2 separate regions of the Zea mays genome follow, and region 2 is linked to region 1. A link is a contact called in public Hi-C data. All regions are on one chromosome and are shown on one strand. Each heading gives the region's core, a stretch centred on a gene start, on an enhancer-like site or on the middle of the called end of the contact. The rest is flanking DNA. Distances are from core to core; before and after follow the strand shown. Region 1 has its middle 43 kb from the start of LOC100285530. Region 2 holds the start of LOC103652831 (probable protein phosphatase 2C 74).

The links. Hi-C and Micro-C count contacts between places; a contact is called where the count stands out from the background.
Region 2: a contact with region 1 is called in a Hi-C map of leaf, with 4 times the contacts expected there. The contact joins the promoter of LOC103652831 here to the enhancer-like site in region 1.

What each region holds. Positions count from the first base shown.
Region 1 is chr4:12,004,947-12,011,810 of Zm-B73-REFERENCE-NAM-5.0, reverse strand. No RefSeq gene overlaps it. Among protein-coding and RNA genes, the nearest start is that of LOC100285530, 43 kb to the right of the region's middle. Within about 2 kb of position 3,385, at least 8 of the 20 cell types and tissues checked have an H3K27ac peak or open chromatin away from gene starts, as enhancers often do. A contact at or near this core is called in leaf, where this site is marked.
Region 2 is chr4:11,858,859-11,865,722 of Zm-B73-REFERENCE-NAM-5.0, reverse strand. LOC103652831 (probable protein phosphatase 2C 74) reads right to left here and starts at 3,537. Exons shown (of 3, transcript XM_023302286.1): 1 at 2,926-3,537; 2 at 1,902-2,093; 3 at 809-1,596. The coding sequence starts at 3,537. The coding sequence ends at 1,078.

The sequences.
Region 1 (6,864 bases), core at 2,136-4,635:
AAAACCGGGAACACATGAGCCACTAGTTGTAGAGTTGGCCTTTTAGCCCATCATGCTCATACATCACATATCAGCCTAGTCACGGCTCACTGGCTCAAGCAGCTCCCACAACAACAGCTACAGTTGTATCTAGCATGGCGGACGCTATGAGGGAGCAGCAAGAAAAGTTTCGTGAAGAGCTGCGGCAACAACAAATGACATTCCTCCAACAGCAATCAGAGTACATGACTTCTTACAACGCACAGGCGCAACAAGCAATGAACGTGAGTGTCTTATTTATTCTCAACACGCTCGATATTGGTTCTGTAACTAATATATTATTTTTGCAACAGTCTTGGTTTCCACAGCAGGCACAGCAGCAATCATTTGTTTTCCCTCAATTTCAGCCGCTGATGCCTCAGTGGGGATTACATGCTCCGCCACCTCCACCTCAGGTGCTTCAATTTAGTTAAGACTTGTCGTTTGTATCAACCTTTCAAATCTTGACTAAACTTGATTTTGTAGGGATCCGGGGTCATGGGCCACAACACACCACCACCGGTGATACCAGCACCAGGAGGAGCTATTGCAGGAGAGGGAGCTACTCCAGGAGAGGTTAGTTTGACAAACAACTTATTTGAATAGTGGTCATGCATGTAAACACTGCCGTTATTAATGTCTTCTTTTTTCTTTAGAATCCAAACCCGTTACACGACTTCGTCAACGAGTTTTTCGCTTCTGGAGGTAGTGGTCACAACTCCAACGACCCCGATATGTGATGGTTTAGTTTTGTGCCGAATTGTGCGTTGTAATGGACTATTTGTGAACTTTATGTATTATGGACTATTTGTGAACTCGGATGTTGTAATGGACTCCAACTTTATATTGTGGACTATTTGTGAATTGTGCAATTGTGGATTTATATTTCTGTCATTTTATTGTGATTATAATGTTGATGAATTTTCTGTTATTTTTTGCATTTTTTTCAAAAAAATTTGTCTGAAATTATTAATTTTCGGCGGCCTCAGTAGGCCGCTGAAAATAAGTAGCGGGCCGCCAGAAATAGCTTATTTCCGGCGGCCACGTGTCAGCCGTCGATAGTCAACAATTATTTTTGGTGGCTAAGCAGCTGGCCGCCGAAAATAAAGGCTTATTTTCAGCTGATTTTTTCTGGCGGCCAGGAACCGCCAAAAATAAGCCTAAGGCCGCCGAAAATAGCTTATTTTCGGCGACAAAGGCCTTATTTTCGGCGGTTCCTGGCCGCCGAAAATGACTGTAGCTCCCGTTGTGTCCCATGAGACTCAGTCTCCCCAGCGCTCCCACCTCACATCACGCCAGCACGGGACTCAGGCGAACCCTAGCCAAGCGCCCAGCCACAGCAACAGCCACCATCGGTCGCCGCCTCATGGCGGCCACCGCGCGCTACTAGGCACCAGCCGCAGCCGGCCGGCCACCAGTGGCCTCGCTCGATCGCCACCAGCCGACGCTCGACGACCACCGTGCAGCCTTCGTTCGTAGTCCTGTAGGTTTGGGCCGTGCCTGCTGGGCCAGCACGAGCCCGGCACGAAATTAGTGGCACGAAGCCCAACCCAGCACCACCAAAAATTACTCGGGCCAGCACAACACGTTACGCGGACTGGGCCGTGCTCTGGTTGTCGGCCCGACGACCCAAGTAGCCCGGCACGCCATAGTGGGCCGTGCTCGAGCCGGCCCGACACATTTTAGGGTTTCTCACGCACTCACGCAGTCACGCGCGTCGTAACCCTCACGCTCATTTCATTCGTCCACTCCCGAGTCCCGACGGCGCGACTGCAAGAGCCGCGGCTCCTCGGTTCCTCCGGTCTCCGTCCTCCTCCTCCCTCCGGTCCTTCCCTCCTCTAGGTTCTAGGCCACCGCCGAGCGCCGATGATGGATCTGTGGGGCTGGACGTCGGTGGCATCGGAATGGGCCTGGATCTGGGTCTGGACCTCGGGCTATTCGTCGTGCGGAGCGCCGGAGGGATGGCGGCCGCCAAGGGTGCGCCGGCGGAGATCGAGTCCTGCATCAGGAGCCTCGAGGAGGAGCGCCAGAAGATCGAGGTGTTTAGGCGCGAGCTCCAGCTCTGCGTGCGTCTCCTCGTCGATGGTGAGAACTGAGAAGTGGTCTCCTGCTGTCCTTTCATGTACTCCTTCCTTCCTACGTATATATGCGCGCGCGTGTTGTGGTCTCTCTTCTCCGCACCTGGTTCGCTGATGCGGTGGTGCATGCGCCGTGGCCTGCAGTGATCGACGAGTTGAAGGATGAGGCCGCCAAGAAAGGCGGAGACGCGGAGGCCAAGGCCGACGACGGCGATAAGCGGAAATGGATGAGCACCGCTCAGCTGTGGCTCGACAGCGACGCCAAATCCGACGAGGTAGAGCAGGCAACTCTAGTACACCATGCTGCTTGTTTTCATCATATTGCTCTATTGTTTTCCTTTTTGATCCCTGGGTCTTTCATGTTTAGGGTCATTCTTACCTTGTAGAATCAATAAAATCAAACTGTGTTGTCTAATTTATTGTAAATGTTTATTTAAATAAATGACTTGTTTCTGTATTTTTGTGTGTTGTTGTTTCTGTTGCCTGAGAGATTTGGACTTGTTTATGTATCTGACCTAGTCATATGATGATTAATTGCGGGTCAGGCTTGGGCCAGCACGGCCCGATGAAAGCCCGTTGTGTTGTGCCTATATTTTAGGAGGTGAGCATGATTTAGCTCGGCCCAAAAGAAATCCGTGCTAGTACGGCCCGAAATATTTAAGCCCGAAGCATGATGGGCCCGTGCCGGGTCGGCACGGCCCGGCCCAACTTGCAGGACTATTCGTTCGTCGCCATTCGCCAAGCAACACTGTAGAGGAAAACTAAACAGTGACCGTGTTGGATGTGTCCTATATATGTTGCAGTGTCGTTGTTATTTGCTCATGTTGTTCTTCGTGTCAGTTATCTTGCTTTTACTATATTTGACTTTCAGGATGGACCAAAGAGAGAGGATGGGCTAAGTTGTTTATTATGTGGAAAAAAGGAGAGAGGATGGACTAAGTTTCTAGGCTTCTAGCTGCCGAGTGATGTATGTTAGCCTGCTCACTGCTGTGCTGGGTATGTCTCCTGTGCTGTGACTGTGTGAGCCTGTGAGGCTATATGCTGGTCTGCTGGATATTTGTGCTGGACGCCTGGACGACACTAATATGTGCTGGACGGCTCTAATGCATGGCCCCTGTGTTTTATTGTGCTCTTAAGTCTTAACCGAACAAAATCTGCTCTGTGAAAATTTGTATTGTGCTGCCAGTGCCAGAGCATGTGTATTTTGTTGTATTATGCTCTTAACCGAACAGATCAACTATGAGCCATGCAAGGATTTGAAGATGGGCCGGGGTGGGATGATTTGGGAGTAGAAGAGAAAAGGTCTGGTTGGGCGAAGAAACAATGAGGTTTCGACCGAAGAAAAGAAAAGGAGTCTAGATAATTTGGGCTGTCAGGAAAAAAGAACGCAGTTCATTTGGCCCAACAACGGCTATGGAATTAGGAAACCACTTCTTAATTTTGAGAGAAGAGATGTATAAAATATCCACACACAAAAAGCCGAGCTCCTTGATTTACTGTGTGCGTACATTCACATTATGAAATCAAAATTTAAAGTACACCTGCAAAAAAAATTGCGTTTGCACGCATACGTCATTGCAAAAGGTTGTACAAGTGGTTCTGTAAAAATTCCAATTTATAGTCAACAAGCACAGTGTCCGCGCATTATTACCGTGATCTATACAAATTCTTTTTCTTGTTGAATGGAGAAAATAAAATAAAGCAATGCTATTTGTTATTGGATTTATAAAGTTGGACTTGATTGTCAGCAACTAACTACTGGCCTGACCAACAGAACAACATACTACTCACTCGGACCATCAAATAACAGCTATATCAGACACAACATCACGCCTTGGTTTGAATAATTTCTGCAGCCACATCTTCATGGAATCCACCGTCATTTCAAGGGTCGGCACCTCCTCTACTTTTTTACTAGTGTTCCCCAATAATGCAGGTAAGAAATCACATCATACAAGATAATAGTTGTACAGCTAGGAAACATATTCTCCACCGCCATTTTGTTACGATTCCTTCAAATGGCCCAAACCATGCATGCCTACTAAATCAACATAGCACTGTAAAGACATGGAATAAGCTCCTTTTATTAGGACCCTGGCACTTGATGAATTCTTGATTACAAAACAAGTCCTCCACATAGGACGGGGAATTGCTCCAATCAAACATTTGATTCTAGCATTTCAAAAGAAACTTCGACAGAATGTAACTTGTTCTATTCGAGAGAAAGGTGGAGCTTTGAAAAGGCTCACTAAATATATATCTGTGACACACAAGTCAGTAACATATAACAATGTTGAATAAGTGTTCAAAGTACTCGTCCTAGCTGCTGACCTAAAGAGAATGTATTAGAACAGTTACAGTAAGACACAAAAGATAACAAGGATCTAGATACAACAAGAAAACAAGTTGAAAGAAAAAATAATCACAGATATGCACATATCAATAGTGTTCCTAGAACTAGTTTAAGGCAGCACAAAAATACAATGGATACGAGCACTTTTGATTTTTTTTAATTTATTTTTTTCTTTTGTCTTGTGTGGCTTTTTCCTTGCACTTGCCTTTTAGATTCTCTTCTTTTGATAAAAATGCCGCAAAAACCAAAAAACACACAAGAGTATCAAAAAAATTCTTGCTTGTTTGCTACAGATTATAAGCTCCTTTTATTAGAACCCTAGCACTTGATGAATTCTTGATTATAAAACAAGTCCTCCACACTGGACTGGGAATTGCTCCAATCAAACATCTGATTTTAGCATTTCCAAAGAAACCGCGACAAAACATAACCCGTTTCGCTCGAGAGAAATGTGGAGATTTAGAAAGGCTCACTAAAGATATATCTATAGCACACAAGTCAGTAATAGATAGCAATGCTGAATAAGTGTTCGAAGTACTCGTCCTAGTTGCTAGTCTAGAAAAATGTATTAGAATATTTGGAGTAAGACACACAGGAGGTAACAAGGACCTAGATACAACAAGGGAACAAGTTGGAAGAAACAATAATCACAGAGTTGCACAGATCAATGGTGTTTCTAGAACTAGTTTAAGGAAGCACAAAAAACACAATGGATACAAGCACTTCTAATTTTTTATTTTCTTTTTTCTTTTGTTTTGTGCTGCTTTTTTCTTGCACTTGCCTTTTATATTATATTTTTCCACAAAAGTGCCGCAAAAATAAGAAACACACAAGAGTATCAAAAAAATTCTCGTCTATCTGCTACAAATTTTATGCTCTAACTTCAACTGACAATCACTAGTAGAAAAAGGCTCAACGCCTGCGGGACGATATATTTTTACAGACGGATCCGGTTATCCACCGACTGTGCTATTTTTAGTGGCGGTTTCTTAAGAAAACCGCCACTAGAAATCGTATTTTTAGAGGCGGTTCCTTAAGAAAACCGCCAGTAGAAATCCATGATTTCTAGTGGCGGTTTTCTTAAGGAACCGCCTGTAGAAATCGATTTCTAGTGGCGGTTTTCTTAAGGAACCGCCACTAGAAATCATTTTTATCCTTAATTTTTCGAGTTTTTCAAACGACCTCGTATGACAAAACCACCAAAATAAAAGTTGTAGATCTCTAAAAGTTATGAAATTTTGTAGTTGACAACTTTTTTATTTGAACTCATTTCGGTTCTCAAAAATTGAATCTAAGTATGTAAAATTTAAAATTCAAATTTTGCAAACTAACTTGGATGAAAAAAGTGTCAAAATAAAAGTTGTCGAATAATTTTGCAAACTAACTTGCGCGAAAAATGCCGCGACTTGCACAGTTTTAAAATAATTTTATATAAGTGGTTTTATTACTATTTTAAAATCTGTTTTATGTTTCCTGGAAACGATTTGCGCGAATTTTGCGCGAAAAATGCCGCGACTTGCACTGTTTTAAAATAATTTTATGTAAGTGGTTTTATTACTATTTTAAAATCTGTTTTATGTTTCCTGGAAACGATTTGCACTGGCGGTTTTATTACGTCGACCGGCAGTGAAAATCGATTTTCACTGACGGTTTTATTACGCCGACCGCCAGTGTTTTCACTGGCGGTCTTCAGTTACCCGCCTGTAAAAATGATGATTTTTACTGGCCCCTAGCACTGGCGGTTACGATAAACGCCACTAAAAATAGGTTTACCACCGCCACTATAGAGCTTCTCTGTACTAGTGAATTTAGCAAATTTACGATCTCAAATGCAAAAACTCACAACACGAAAGTTGTAGCTCTCCTTTTTCTCTTTCTTTTAGATATATGGAATGCCTCTTTAGTTTAAAGTAAGTGGGAGGTATTGACCCCGAAATACAGACTGATCCAAAATTTTAGGGTCACAAACAATTTTACTTCCAATATCGTAAATAAGAAAGTTACAAAGAATTTTCTAAGCTTTCCAGAAAGTACAATAACACTAAATTTTGAGTTTGTGATACACCCAGCCCAGGTGGGGTTGGCCGAGGCCCAACAAATTAGGGTTGCTCGGAGCCCAACAGTTCATTAAGCACACCCAACTCAGGGAAAGGCCCAATCGCCCCAAAAGACTAGTCCAATGGGGGAAGGGTGGCTTTCCCTTTTAAAGTGGCTTCCTCCTCCCAAGTTAAGCGAGGTGGGATAATTCTGAGGCTCACACGGTCGCCGTCCGACTACAATTGGGCCAACTGGGCCAATTGCGTCTTTGCTAACGGGTAATAGTGGAGGATGTCCTCATCAGTTTGTATGCGAGATTTATGCTCAAAATACAAAACTAGACACAAACTAATGTGATGAAAACAAGATGATGAGATG
Region 2 (6,864 bases), core at 2,288-4,787, 150 kb after region 1:
GCACCTCCCTCCTCCTGTCAAGTCTGGTCGCTGTGACCCTTCCCTTCCCTCATCGCCACCTCTCCTCGGTCTGGCTCGCTCTCGATGTCCCTGCCGCCGCTGGCGCTCCCCTCTCTCGTGCTCGCTATTGTGCCCCTCCACTCTATGCTCCACCCCTACTAAAAATTAGTAAAATAAAATATAAATTATGCAAATACTTGTGACACAAAAATAGGATTATTTGTACAGTGGTTATATGTCCCAAATGAATATCGTTCCCTTCTAATCATTGTGCTCTAACATTTTATCAAATAATTTGTGTATAATTTATACAAATAAAAGGAAGTGAGTTCAATAGATCCAAAATCCCTGCCTCAGTTCACAAAGACCATTCGAAAAGAGAAGACTAAATGCAGTAGAGGTTCTCGAACTTGTTGGCACGTTGTGTCACTTAGGTCACCGAACTAAAAAACTAACAAATCTGGTCCACTAACTTAGTCGGTCTATGTAAAACCATCCAAAACTGAGTTTGCTCAAATGGGATGCCGATGAGCATGCCATATTGTAGCGACTCAGGTGACACAACATGCCAAATTCGGGAACCCAAGTGACGAAAACCAACTGACTTTAACATGTCACGCCACATCGACATCTGGTTTAATAAGGAAACCCGGTTTTTGAGTGGTTTTGTATAGGCCAACAAGTTAGGTGCCCCGTTTTGCTGATTTTCTGAGTTTGAAGACTCAAGTGTCAAGTGACACATCGTGTCAAGTTCAAGGACCGTTGATGTATTTTACTTAAAAAATGACAGAGCAAAAGTTACGTGCAATAATAATAATAATAGTTCCATTCCTAATTGTCTGCAACATCAAGTCACTGCATTCCTAGCTTCAACTACGTAGTTTACAATCGAGGGTTAGAAAAAAGAATGACGTTTGCAGTAATTAATTTGCTCCCCAGCAGCAGGGATGCAAATAAACCGCATGCTGTATATCTACAATCATTGGTGGTCAGTGTACCGTCATCTTTTGTTTCACTTTCACTTCCCTCAATGAAAAACCCTGGTGAACAGTTAGTGCCTCCAACAGCTCGGACCCGTCACTGATCGAATCTTAGGAACCTCTGGAGGTCGACTACCATGACGGTGACGTCGTCCCTGCTTCCCCTGCGCCGTGCCATGTCCACCAGGTCCCTGCAGGATGAGGCGGCGCGGCTCCTGGAGACGGCATCTACGGCCTCCTGGTTGCTGACCTTGTCCCAGAGCCCGTCGGACGCGATGACCAGGAAGTCGCAGCCAGCGGCGAGGGGCAGCCGGGTGACCGCCGGCTCCGCGACGACCCACCGCTTGAGCGCGCCGTCCCCGAACGCGCGCGACACGGCAAGGCTGCCCTGCACCCGCCACACGCCGCTGCCGCTGCGGCTCACGTAGCCTCCCTCCTGCTCGATGCGCTCCCGCTCCTCCTCCCTGGCGCAGGTGTGGTCGGCCGTCAGCGCCGTCGCGACGCCCCCGCGGCTCAGCACGGCGCGGCAGTCGCCCAGGTGCGCCACGTACAGGTCGCCGCCCTTCACCAGCGCCGTCGCGGCGCACGCACCGCCGCTTGAGCCCTGCGCGTCAGTTCAAAGACATTAATATAATCGACGTCATTACTTTTGCTTTTTTTCACAACGAAATTGCAGAGCTTTTTTTGTACGCGGGACGCTATAGCCTATAGGGACACGGCAAGCAGTGAGTGCACGTATGTCCTCAAAACCCTAGCTTGTCGCAGTCACATGAGCAGCCAAAACAGACACACACACACACACAAATGTTGCGCAGCAACAAAAGAAGCTTTTGACGCGTTCAACGTACGTGGGAAAAGAGCGTAGACCTGGTAAACAAACGAAGGAAAAAGCTAATTAAGCGTCAGTGTCGCGGCACGCACCTGGTGCTGCGTGAGGAGCTCGCTGTCGGTGGCAAGGTACGCCGCTCTGATAGCCGCCGAGACACCGTCGTCCTCCGACGTCTGCGTTCCGGCGGCGGCGAGGACCGCGGACACCACGTTCTTGCTGAGCCGCTCGGAGACGAAGTCCACGGCCGCGCGCCCGCCGTGGCCGTCGAAGACACCGTAGAATGCCTGCGAGATGAGATCGAGAAAGAATTAATGATAAAGCTTTGTGATTTAATTTATTATTCCTTCAGTACGTTGCGGGTAGTGTAACTGTGTAATTAATGTAGATCTTCTAATTTACTGGGTCAAAACAGATTGGATTTCATATATATAATGTTCTAGTGGAGCTACGCTTCAAAACAGATCGGTTTTATATATTATCATATATGTTATAATATGTGTTAAGTATGGTGACATTCGATCATGAAGTGCCTGCCATCTGACTTACTATTGTATTATTTTCGAGACACCTCGATGATTTACCTCACACTCTCACAACAATATTCAAATTAACATATATTATTTTGACCAAAAGATCTATATATGTACTAGTTTGTAACAGTACTATATATGACCATGTTTAAATGCCCTCTATCTAATAGTTAAACTGTCTACAGTGGATAGGGTAAATACGGGACATAGAACTATAGATGACGTTATTTATAGATTGCAATTTAAAATAAAGAATGGAATAGTGGATATGCTGGAGATAGCTTTAGCAAGCATCCAAACATCCAACTATTAGTTTAGCTATTAGCTATATTTTTATTTATAGACATCCAAACACTCTCATTTAATAGTCTAGCCAACTATTAGTATGACCTACACCGTCAATTACCCATTAGTTATTAGGTGGTTCAACCCAACTACAATTAGCTGATAATTAACTAGATATTTGTTAGTTATTTAATTTCACTAGCAATTTTTTAGTCAACTAATTATTTGATCTAGTGCATTCTATATATAGATATATACAATGAGCTTGAATTATTTTCACGTGATGCAAAGATGTAATTACCAGTTGAGAATCTGCATGGTTTTTGTCAGTCAGCACAGCATATGCGTCCTCCATCGCATGCCTCGGTCCTGCTCTACTCGCCAACCAAAACCCGTCCCCCACCACCTCCACGTCGGCCTCCTTCACCGGCGCGGCAGCTGCGGCCCAACCGGCGGCGACCTCGCCAGCGTCGTCGGCCACCGGTATGACGAGCGTCGACGGCCGCCTCCTGGCCGCCCACGCGGCCTTCTTCGCCAAGCTCCGAGCCTGTTGTTGCTCTACTACCATCCCGATCCCACTCCCACTCCCACTCCCACTGATGCAGTCGGACACCACTGCGTCTGCAAGAGGAAGCGCAGGCACGGGTGGCGGCGGCGGCGGCGGCGCGACGAGCTGCAGGTCCTCCGGGATGGCAACCTGGTGGGCAAGCATCTTCTTTCGCTTCGGGAGCGGCGTGGAGGCTATCAGGCCGATGGGAGATGGCGCCGCCGCCATAGCGGGTGCGGTGAGGACCGCTACCGGAGACAGAGAGCATGCGGATGCCATGACGTCGGACGCCTTGCGGAGCTCGCGGACCAGGCGCGCGAAGGCGGCGACGACGGAGCAGAGGAACCGGACGGTGTGCAGCAGCATATCGCGGCGCGGGTCGCCGGCCGGCCGGGGGAGTTGGACGAACGACGACGATGCTCGGCTGCTGCTTTGCTATATAGAGCGATCGAGCGAGGGATCAGACGAAGACGATCGATGATGGGAGTGGGAGGCCACGGGCAGGAGCTGCGTGTTTTTATACGTAGTAGTAAATATTATCAGGAAATGGAGAAGCCGGTGAGAGAGACGAGACGAGGGCAAGGGCCAAGGGCTGGGTCACTGATGCTGACCGGTCAATGCAGTGACCAGATCATCTGGGCTGGGCGCCGCTGTACAAATGTGTTTTTAATAATGTTACCGGAGATTTTCGTTTACTTAATCCGGACGGCCGTGCACCCGGTATCGTGCCGGGTCCTTTATCATCTCATCTGACCAATAAGAAATTTGCTGCTGCAACATCTTGCAAGGTGCATCAGACCGGCCGGAAAAGAGGAGTAATTTGACGAGTGCTACACGTACTCGGCAAACGCTTTATCGACTGTGACAACTCGATGAATTATATATCGACAACGACCTCTCTGGTAGTTCAATATAATATAAAACAAGTTTAATATAATGTAGTAGAACATATCTGGTAGTTCAATCTTTATATATATATATATATATATATATATATATATATATATATATATATATATATATATATATATATATATATATATATATATATATATATATATATATATGCGTTTTATAAGTTGCTAAAAGACTAGGGTTTGTTTGATTTCGCTTTTAGCCGTGACTTTTACCCTAAAAAGCCAAAAACCAAACCAAAAGGATCATTATTCCACCCATCAGCTTTTCTCAAAAGCCGGTGTTATAAAATTGAATGCACCTTTGGATCTGTTTTTAGTGACTTTGAGATGAAAAAAACTTTGCAAATATATATAAAAGAACCTTCAGTGGCTTTAGCGGCTTTCACCAAATTAATTTTAGCTTTCTTATAGCTTCCAGCCCACATCAGTTTTGTTAACAGCTCTGTGTATAACATTCTTTTTTCTTACCGCCATAGTCTATCCAAACAGACTCTAGGAACATATTTGTTGGCTTTTCCCAATTATTTTTAATACCTTACTTCTAGAAACAAGAAAACTGTTTTGTATCCGAGATCTCAAACTGTTGTAAAGACATCCCAGCTCGCTACTTTTATAATTCCTTTGTCTTATGTATTTGCATACAAAAAACAACTCTATATTTCTTACAAAAAAACAATTTCCTATGTCCTCCACACCTCCAAATTAATTGGCTGCGTATCTTTCCACGAGATTTGATCAATTTTTCCTTGTGCTGAATAAACGAGAGTTGACATAAAGAGTGTTGTTGGAGAGAGGTTTATTCAACATTGACAATAAAATAAAGAATGCGAGCGTGGATTTTGAAAATTCTTAGAGAAGCTCTTACCAGCTTCGAAATGCTGACCATTTAATGGGGACGTACGGGAAGTAAATAGAGGGCGACCAATTATCGGCAGGCGTTATAGAAAAATAAACACGATGACCAAAAGTGGTAAGTGAAGAACGGTCCGATTTGGGTAAGGAAAAGGTCTTCTTGGTTGGCCTTCGCCACATGCATATAGGCCTGCAGGCACTGTGTATACCAACTCAAACACTGGGGGCCGGACATGGCTATTATATACAGTAGTAGTATGGTTTATTTCTCTACTACTAGGACCACATGTTGGGCCAGCTTGGTAAAACATGGCGTGACCTGTCACGTTCATTGTCATCTAGAAGAATATACTCACTCCGTTTCTTTTTATTAGTCGCTGGATAGTGTAATTTTACACTATCCATCGACTAATAAAAAGAAACGGAGGGAGTAATAGTTAATATCCACTGTCTCAAATTAACATGCTGTGTGTAAGCCTTTAATTTGCACTTTTTTGGCAGGAATCCAGCAGCCCTGATTCCATTAGACCTGTGTGCATGGCATTGTAGGCATGTTCAGTACGTCCAGCTCCAATCTGAAAGACATCACCATGCTCTCATCACGTACTCCTTCCGTTTCTTTTTATTAGTCGCTGGATAGTGTAATTTTACACTATCCAGCGACTAATAAAAAGAAACGGAGGGAGTAGTACATATATAGCCCTTTGTAAAAGGATTAATAAATTCTGACTATGGAACCCCGGCACGGGTCTTTCCCAAGTTGGATTTTTCAGCTGCTCGCTCTGAAGTTGCCGATTTCTCGTGCATATGCGTCGCTTATGATATGCATTAGTTTTTTTTGGAAATACTAGAACAATGGCACGTGAAAAACTGAGAGTCAGGAATGGAAATATTACTTTTCCTTTATTAAAAAAATATTATGGTTTTCCTATAAAAGCAGATAATGATTATTATATGGTATTGCTTATATATATATATATATATATATATATATATATATATATATATATATATATATATATATATATATATATATATATATATTCTGGTAGCCAAATACTAAGGGCCCCTTTGGCAGGGCTCTGGCTTCTCCAAAAACGGCTTTGGCTCTGACTCACGAGGTGAAGCCACTTCTTTAGATGAGCCAAAGTCATTCTGAAAAATTATTTGGCAAAACGGCTTATAGGTTGTTTTCAGAAAGACCCTTGTATAGTTTACTTTTTATAGATCTCTCATGTACGTGGCTAGAGATTGAGGGCAGGACCAAAAAAATAATTTGGACTGGTGGAAGGGCTATTGTGCAAAAATGACGTGAGCTGAAGCCGGGTGAGCCACTTTTTTTGGCTCATGCCCTCTAGTTCATTTTGGAAAAGCACTTCACTGGTGAAGCCATTTGAAAAACAGATGTTTGGCACAACTTTTGCATGAGCCAGAGCCGAAGCTGAAAAATAAGCCCTACCAAAGGGGCCCTAAATCTTTTTCTTGACAAGTCATATATATTTGAAAGTCGTGTTCGCAAGTTACACAATTAACGTTTGCATTTATTGTGATCTACTTATTATTAGTCAATGGATGTGGTAATAAGAAAAGAACAATTCAATTTAGTTCGGAAAAAGTCTGGTTGCTGAGGTCTGTAGGGAGGACTTATTTGAATTTGGAAAAAAAAGGGAGGACTTATCTGTTCGGAAGCCATACCAACTCAAACACAATGGCTACTAGATTTTTGCTAGTCTCTCGTTAATAGAGCAATAATGCTGAAAGTTTCCATTGTGCTCAGGAGAGCCTAGGCATTTCTAAACAGGTTAGATTGGTCCAACTCCTCTTCATCAATGGTACATATTATCATTACAAGAAACACGTGAAATTTTGAAGGTCTATATAATTTCCGACGGCTCGCAAGGAGACCGTGAGACATACGTTATTT